2 separate regions of the Mus musculus genome follow, and region 2 is linked to region 1. Evidence: chromatin contacts called from public HiChIP or PLAC-seq data. All regions are on one chromosome and are shown on one strand. The core of a region is the stretch at or near the end of the contact, and the rest is flanking DNA. Distances in the headings are between cores, read along the strand shown.

Evidence for each region. HiChIP or PLAC-seq counts read pairs in DNA pulled down with a chosen protein or histone mark.
Region 2: a contact with region 1 is called in an H3K27ac HiChIP or PLAC-seq map of heart atrium, with 9 read pairs. The contact joins the promoter of Erbb4 here to the enhancer-like site in region 1. A contact is called at or near these places in 2 of 39 promoter capture datasets (both in liver), 1 of 484 Hi-C or Micro-C datasets (the HL-1 cell line), 2 of 115 datasets of contacts at active chromatin or transcription factors (heart atrium and neural progenitor cells) and 2 of 9 other capture datasets (liver and pancreatic islet).

The regions. Positions count from the first base shown.
Region 1 is chr1:68,993,105-68,997,334 of GRCm38.p6, forward strand. All of the region lies in intron 1 of Erbb4 (erb-b2 receptor tyrosine kinase 4), which reads right to left. Among named protein-coding and RNA genes, the nearest start is that of Gm51744, 39 kb to the left of the region's middle. Within about 2 kb of position 2,512, at least 3 of the 459 cell types and tissues checked have an H3K27ac peak or open chromatin away from gene starts, as enhancers often do. A contact at or near this core is called in heart atrium, where this site is marked.
Region 2 is chr1:69,106,031-69,110,260 of GRCm38.p6, forward strand. Erbb4 (erb-b2 receptor tyrosine kinase 4) reads right to left here and starts at 2,029. Exons shown (of 27, transcript NM_010154.2): 1 at 1,645-2,029. The coding sequence starts at 1,726.

The DNA of each region.
Region 1 (4,230 bases), core at 1,262-3,761:
AAAATACAATGAACGAGAAGATGACAAATTCTCAAGGCTGCTGGTTTACAAATCTATTTACATAAAAGGTTCATAAAGGACTGCTTTCAGACTAGAAGGGATTAAAGATGAGGGAAACTTGGGGGAAGAGTGGATGTAGGTAGGACAGGGACTCAATAGATCCTTCGAGTGTCAGAAACATTACGAATCCTGAAAATATTGGTAGACAAAAACCTACTCTGGTGACAGACACACACACACAAAATACACAGGTATGCACAGAAACATGCACATATACCCACACATATACACTCACACATATATTCATATATATTTGTATTAATAAAAACTGTACAAAACAGGATGACAGCAATGATTATTGCTGATGTCAGTATTTTGACATTGTTCCATTATATTTCAGATGGTTGGCTTTGAGTTAACAGGGCAACATATACACGGTAACCTGTGTGCTGTTTATTACAGAAACAGAAGTATCACACCTAAAATGTTCCTGGAAACATTCTGTCGAAGATTAGTGATGTTGTATGAATAATATTAAGAAATCCTACTGTATCACAGAAAAGCTGATCACATTTATCTTCTCCTTTCTCACATCATTATTGATTTACCCAATTATTAATTGATTTCTTATTCAACAAATATTTTTGGGTAAAAATTATGGATCCAATTCACAGTGTTTTACACAGAGAACAAATCTATTTAGCCAACACATTGTGCTTTAAATGTGTCTTTGGGGAGTTATAAAAACTGAAGTGAAAATACATTATAAACAAGTTTAAGTAACATACATGTAAATATACATAGCATGAGAGATATAGTATTTTACAGTATAGATCAAGTATTTAGCCTGGACTATATTTTCATAATATATTAAAGTTGTAGTTTTCATTTTTGTCTAGTGCATGATGGAAAGGCTAATGTCTAGGAAGGTGGGTTATTTTTTAATAATTAACTCTAAAGTCTACTTTTCTTTATAGTCTTAGATTTTTAAAAAGTAACTAACAAACACACTTTAAACCTCTCTTCTTCATGCCAGTATGGAGGGAGCTACAATACAGAAGAAGTTTAGTGGTTATATTATGAACGATATGCTAATTTTCTTAACATCATTTGTTTTTCTAAGTGGACTTTTCTCTTTCAGAAAATTGTTGAGTTTATATACCATATAACATCTACCCGTGTTACTGCTAAAACTTCTTACAGTATCATTGCTTAACATCTGCTTGCAATAGTATCATACATTGTTAAACATTGTATCGAGCTCAACATAGTCAAGGCACAGGTAAAGAACTAGTAGTAGCAGTTTTAGTAGTAGTAGTAACAGAAGTAGTACAAGTAGCAGTAGATGTCTGATTGTATTCTAATAAGAGTAAAAAATGGGTATATATTTTGGTTGGTATGGAAGTGGGGAGGTATAGGGAGGAATTGGCAAAAGGAAAACCATAATCAAATTATGTCATATGAAAATCTATTTTCAATTAATGCAAATTAATAAAAGAAAAACAGAAAAGGAAAAAACTGAATTCCAAAAACTTTCAAAGGAAAACCCAACACCACATAGTTTGAACTGATGAACACCAGAAATCTATATTATCAAAGAATGAAAAGAGTTAACAATTAAATACAATAGATTGGCATTTATCCTAATTCTGTTTGCTATCTTAAGCTTAGCATTTTGTCCCACAGTATATCCTATTTTATTTTTGGAGCTACAAAATAGGAGTCTCTGAAATTTCATTCTATCTACTCATGTATCTTTGACTGTAGATGACATTTGGGGGAGTTTTGCCTTCAAATACATGTTAGAAGAAGTATCTTAGGTCCTGGTAATTTAATGTACAAAGAGGAACTCTCTGTAAGTCTAAAGGAAACTACAAAAATAGGTTCTCTTTAGATGGAAAATATGACCACAGATCTGGAACGAGCATGCCCACTCACTCTGAGAAGATGAAATGACCAATTTCTTGGTGAAAATAGGAGCTGAACATATGGCTAAAAGCTGTATTAGAGAGCAAATTACTACTACTTACGTGCTGTTACAAATTGCAGATAAAAGATGATTATACATATTAGAGTTATCTAGTTTTCATTATAAGGACTAAATGATTTAAGATTATAGAAAAGCCGGGCTGAATGAAGAGTACAGGACAGGCCCATTAATGAAGCATTTACCTTTGTTGCTACTGTTAAAAACCTTTCAAGGGCTCATCCTGGGCTGTAACTAACTTTGCTTGCCATTTGGAATAATGTTTTTGATGTGCATTGATTATTGGTTCCAAAAATACCAATACTTGCATTATCTGGTTTTCAGAGGTTCTCTGTTACCATCCAGGAAAATAAAATTGCAGTTTCCCAAGGATAAGAGACAGACATGTCCAGGAGATATGGCTCTTTTCTCTGTCCATTCTCAGCTATCTTAGTTTCCTGAACATGCCGGACTGTCAACACCTACTCCAGCCACTTAACATATGCTCTTCTGCCTACACTCCTTCTCCTACCTCATCTTGCAACAGGACGTTTTTCCCTAAAATAGTTGGTGTTATCTTCATTTGGGGCATTCCCTGAGTTCCACTGCCCATCCTCCCATGCATGACACCTTCTCTTTAGAGATGTAAGTATTCTTGAGCTTATCACACCATGGGAAAAGATGGTTCATCTTCCATTAGAATAAAACTGCTAAGGAAAATGCCTGATTCATGCCTGAATTAAAAATTGAAACAAAATAACCTGAATATAAAACTAAAGTAACAATGAACAACATTTATCAGGAGCTTATTAACTAAAGGGTATTGAATGATGGTTTCAGTTATATAATATTCATATAAATCCGACAAATAATATGGCTTACTCTCATTTCCACATCAGCTGATAAAGTTTAAGCACGAAGGGTTTAAATAAATTATGGTGACAAAGCTATTAAGTAAGAAAGCCAAGGTTATATACACATCTTTTTCCATTATAATACAATTACATTGTACTTAAATGCATTTTGCATGTATATGTTTGAGTATACATATGTGTGTTACATTTGTGTGTATGCATGTTTATACATATGCATACAGAGATTGACTTTTAAGGATAAACTTTAAATAGCAAACAAAGTTACCTTTAGTGAAGCTGAAGTTTTCCTACCAAATCATATTTCATCCTACAAATGACCATTCCCCATCACTATACCAAGTACCCAGGTTGAAAACATCAAATATCTTGTATTGAAAATACACACTTATTATGTATTAGGCTAAAGTATACTAAAAAGGAACAGCAATATGAACTAACCAGTACCCACTGAGCTCGTGTCTCTAGCTGCATATGTAGCAGAAGATGGGCCTAATTGGCCATCATTGGGAGGAGAGGACCTTGATTTCGGGAAGATCATATGCCCCAATACAGGGGAATGCCAGGTCCAGGAATAAGGAGTGGTGGATTGGGAAGCAAGGACAGGGGGTGGGGTTTATAAGGGACTTTCGGGTTAGCATTTGAATTGTAAATGAAGAAAATATCTAATAAAATTTGTTTAAATAAAAAAGTCTACTAAAAATAATAGAAAATTAAGGTGGAATTATTCATGAGAATAGATCTATAAAATAATTGTGTGTATTCAATTAATTGAATGATTGGCATTATTAGGGAAAAACAAATAACACATTTTAAACTTGTTCTTTGTGCTGTATTTTTTGTTGTATAAGCTTCTAACGCATCCACTATTTTTATAATAGTCATCTCAAAGTGGTAATGTTCTGTCATCCCCTGGAGACCTTTCTAAAATTCTCACGTCTAGGCAATCTCTCGCCAGTCTCCCTAGAAAAGCGTCTCCTTTACCGGATGTGGACTCAGTTCTGGGTAGTAAGTCTGACTTACGTATCCTGCATATGTGATGTAAGTCAAAATCTGTCCCAGGTAAAGCAATGATTTCTAGTGTACAACAGAGGACAACCAAAGAGTTTTGCTAATCACACTCGCCTGCTGAGAATTCATTAAGCATTTTCACTACTAAATTGGTACTATGTGTTGCTGGCTTCATTTTGCTGACTCCACGAATCACATTCATCAGCCTCCAATATGTTGTTAAATCAGGGAATGGTACAAGGAACGTGTGGATCATTACAGATCAGTAACAAATGGACAACTGAATCACTGCTTTACCTGGAATAGATTTTTGACTTATATCACATATGCAGAGTAGGATATTTGTTACTCACAAAATTCAGTTGTCCAATTTGTATCTCA
Region 2 (4,230 bases), core at 779-3,278, 110 kb after region 1:
TGCTGCTCTGATTCCAGAGGTGGCTGGAGCGCAGGATCTGGTATGCAGGAAGAATTTCAGAGTCACTGGGAGTATGCAAACGGCCAGCACAAATGGCGCACATGTGCCATTCGAAGGTCATTTTGAACCGCTCAGAGATTGTAACTTGTTATTTACTAGGCGAGGAGGAAGAGGCGGGAGCGGGGGCGGAGCGGGAAAACTAGCAAGCTGCAGCTTTCTCGGTGAGGTCAGAAGGACACCCTCTAGGGACCTAAAGCTCTCCCTGTCGCCACTCCTGAATGTTTTATCTTCTCAAGCTGACGCCCACGTTCCCGCCACCAGCCCCGGAAGGTTCCGGAAATCTCTCTGCCTTCTCCAAAAGCCCTCTTCTCTCCCCTCTGGGCCAGGTCAGACACACAGATTCTCCTTAGTCCTTTCGCGTCCCCTCCTCTCATCCCCGGGGTAACTCCCAAGAGTCAAGAAACTTTGAGCTCCTCTACATCGCAGCTGCTGTCATTGGCTCTGGCGGCCCCAGCACGACAGCGACACTGTTTCTCTCGGGGTCAATTAGTCCTTTTTCTGTCCAAATACCTGGGGCTTGGGCGATCCAGCCAACAGTGGCAGCGCTCAGGACGCCGCCACCCGGCCCGCCTCGGGCTAAGTCAGTGAGCGCCACCCGCGAGCTCTGCAGCCCGGCAGGGCAGTAAACAGAAGTTTAGGCCAACCCCAAGTTGCACTACTGGAAGAACTCTTCCCAGAGCCAAGTCCAGCATGGGGAGGGAAGGCCGAGCTCTGGACTCAGTATGCCAGGCTCTTTTAGAGAGAGAGAGAGAGAGAGAGAGAGAGAGAGAGAGAGAGAGAGAGAGAGAGAGAGAGAGAGAGAGAGAGAGAGAGAGAGAGAGATCATGCTGGCTGAAGAGTCGCACGCCCAACACACACACACACACACACCCTCTTTCTCGCCCCAAGTCAATCTCAAGACAGCCTAGAGATGCCAACTAAGAAGGCCCAGAGTCCCTGGCCCCCGGCCGAGGCGCGCACCCGGTGCGCTCCAGCTGCCCGGATAGGGCTGGGCGTCCGGTGTGACCCCGCAGGCTACTGGAGACTCGGGCCAGGGACCCTGCGCCAGCATGCTCAGGTGCCAAGCCCGGCTCCCCGGCCGCGCTCCGCCGCAGCCCTGCACCCCGGGGAAGGCCAGCCAGGCTCAGCTCAGGAACCTCCTGGCAGCCCGAAGAGGTGCAGCGATTCTCCGGTTTGGTTTGATTCCCCCCCCCCCCCTTCCCAGCTCGAGAAGGAGGGAACCTCCACTGACGGGCTCAGGTCTCCCACGCCCCGAACAACGGGCGCCACCAGAAGCGATCCCGCTTAGGCTCCCAGAAAACGCGCGAGAAAGAAAGAAGGGGGCTAAAGAGAGGGCGAGAGGGGGGACAATAATATAGAGGGTGGCAGGAAAGCGAAGTCATTTGTAGCATCAATTAAAAACACACGCACGCACACACAAAGGTAAGTTTGGGATGGAGCTAGGGGCGACCCAAGGCAGAAGCCCGGTCCCTAGGGTCCCTGGAGCCTAAGGGTGACAGAGGGGCGAGGGAGAAGGGAAACACCGGAGGCAGTGGCGGGTTCAACAGCTGGAGCGCGACCGGGAACCGCGAGACCGCGACCCACCTGACTGAGAAGCGCTGGGCTGGACGGTCCCCGCTGCCATCAGAAGGCTCCCCCAGACCCAGAGTCCCGTCGCCAGCTTCATTTTTGGCAAGTCTCAGATCCCGCGCTGACAATTACATGTCCAAATACCATAGCCACTTGCGAGCACGCGGAGGAGATCTCCCCCCCTCAGCCGGGAGCGCGTGGGGGGCGCAAGGGGGGCGGGCGCGGCGCGCTTGGTGCACGGGCTTCCCGGGGCCGGAGAGCCAGTCGGCGACGGCGGCGGCTTCCAGGACCCGTGGACCCGCGGACCCGGCAAGGGGCCGCGGAGGAGGGCGCGCGGGTGGGAGTGAGCGCGACTGTGCGGCTGGTGCTCCGAGCACAACGTACAGCTAGTTCCCGGAGTGATCCTCCGCTCGCTCGTTCCCTCCTCACTTTCTCGCTCGCTCGCTCGCTCTCCTCACTGGTTGGTCAACAATAAAAAGAAAGAGGGAATAAAGGCTTCCAAAAAAAGTTGATTGCAAAGAGGCGGCGGGGTTCCGGCCTCTCCCCCCAAAACCGGGCTATGTTCAGCTCTCTCTTCAGTCTCCTTGCACCTCCTGTCCAAATCTGGAGGGAAAAGGAGGGGGTGTTGCTTCTTTGCTTCTCCCCGATCCTGTCCCCCTTTTTTTCCACTGTCAGCTTTCCTCACACTTGTCCAGCCATTGCAGTAATTAAAGCTCCGAACGTCATTTCCAACGCTCCGCGGTCTCCAGCCGCAGCCCCACAGAGAAATTAATAAGAGTCAGAAGAAAGATTTTTGAAAAAGAAAAGAAAAGAAAAGAAAGAAAAAAAAGAGGGGAGTGGGGGGTGGGAATCAAACAACCCTCCACACAACCAGCCAGGCTTTCCTCCGCTGCGCAAGCCCCGCCCCTGCTCTGACCCATGTAGCCACGCCCTCCCCCTAAGGAGAAATCTTATTGGCTCAGACACTCCCCAAAATCCTCTGCCTCTAGAGTTGGAAAAACACCTGTCAGACAGTGGGAGCAGCAGGGTCATGGTAGGAGCTTGGGGAAGCAGGATCTGAGAAGCTCAGTGGAGACCACTGTCTGAAACGCTCCCCTTGGGGCTGCCCCGGCAGAGGCCCTGGACAGCTGGCCCGCTGAGTAGTCAGTCCACCAGAAGGAATGCTTGCTGAACGAATTTTTTGACACAAGAACAGGGCATTTTCTTTATTGCTCCAAGGTGTCAGTCCATACACAGAACCTTCCCTAGAAATAGAAAGTCAACGTTGCTTTGGGAATAAAATATCTTTGTCCCTCGCCATCACCCAGAATATTCCATACTTAGCATACTTAGTACTTTAGAATGGATATTGTAGGTAGCTGGTAGCCTCGCAGGTAAGATGAAATCTTCCAATAGTTTTTTTTTTCCAAATAAGCCATCTCTCCCACCTTCCCAAGATGACATTGGGCCAAACTTAAAAATCCATATTTGTGAAACCACATTCTTTGATTCTGAAATTATGCAAACTCTCTCGTCTGTGCTGTTCGGTCTGAAGGTGTTTAGGAGGTGAGATCTTAGCTGACCTTCGAGCCGTTAGGGCCACGCCATAGCAGGGCCAGCTTGAGGCCCTGCACTTGCCCTCTTTGCAGGGTGTGTGCTTCCAAGGTCATCAACCGCTGTACGACTAAGTTTCTCTAAGTCTAAAATGCCCTGGAAGGGATTACTGTAGTCTGAGAGGCCACAGGTCTAAAACTGCTCTATGCTGGGGCCAGAACCTGTAGTGAGTCAGAGGATACTCCTTTGCTATGTGTACAGCTATTCTATGAAGGCATTTTCTATGCTTGCTCTCAAAGCAGTGACTAAATATATACAAAAAAAAAAAAAGCAAGGGTGCTTTAAAACCAAACCACCCTACTTCCTCGGTCACTATTGGAGTCCTTCCCCATCTCCCACATCTTCTGACTATGATCCCATCCCTTAAGAATTCCCAGGCAGCTGAAAACAGCAGTAGCAGAAGCCTGAAGCTTGAAGCCTTTCCTTGGCCCCACAGTGTGTAACAGGCCCACTGCAGGTCAAACAAACTGCGTGTGCTTTTTATCCAGAAGCAGCCCAGGGCAGAGAAAAAATGGATCCCCAGAGCCAGAGAAGGGGCCTTGACTAGAATGGCACTGACTACAGAAGCACATGCACCGGGCTTGGGAGTTATCTCTATTTTCGTCTTTATCTCATTTCTTCCTTTCATTTAACACAATCTCGGCCCAGTTTACCTGTCTTCCATCAGCTTATGATTACTTTCAGATACGTTTTCTCCGTAAAAGCTGCTCATTTTTACATCTGCCACCACAATAACAATTTCAGTGACAAAACAAGCTACTTCTAGGGGACTGGAGGGAGTTTCAGCTCCTACATTTTGTTGGAGTCCAGTTTCTGGTGACAGTTATTTTTGAAAAGGGAAGAAATTATAATAGCTAAATTATAACTCCTGTTATGAGAAAAAGATTGGATGTGTAAATATCTCGTGTTGTTTTCTAGATGTGCCTATTATGAGGATTTCTTTGTCTTCATTTACCTGAAGAGAGACTGAGAGTATAGTACCTGGCATGCATGAAACCCTTAGTTCAA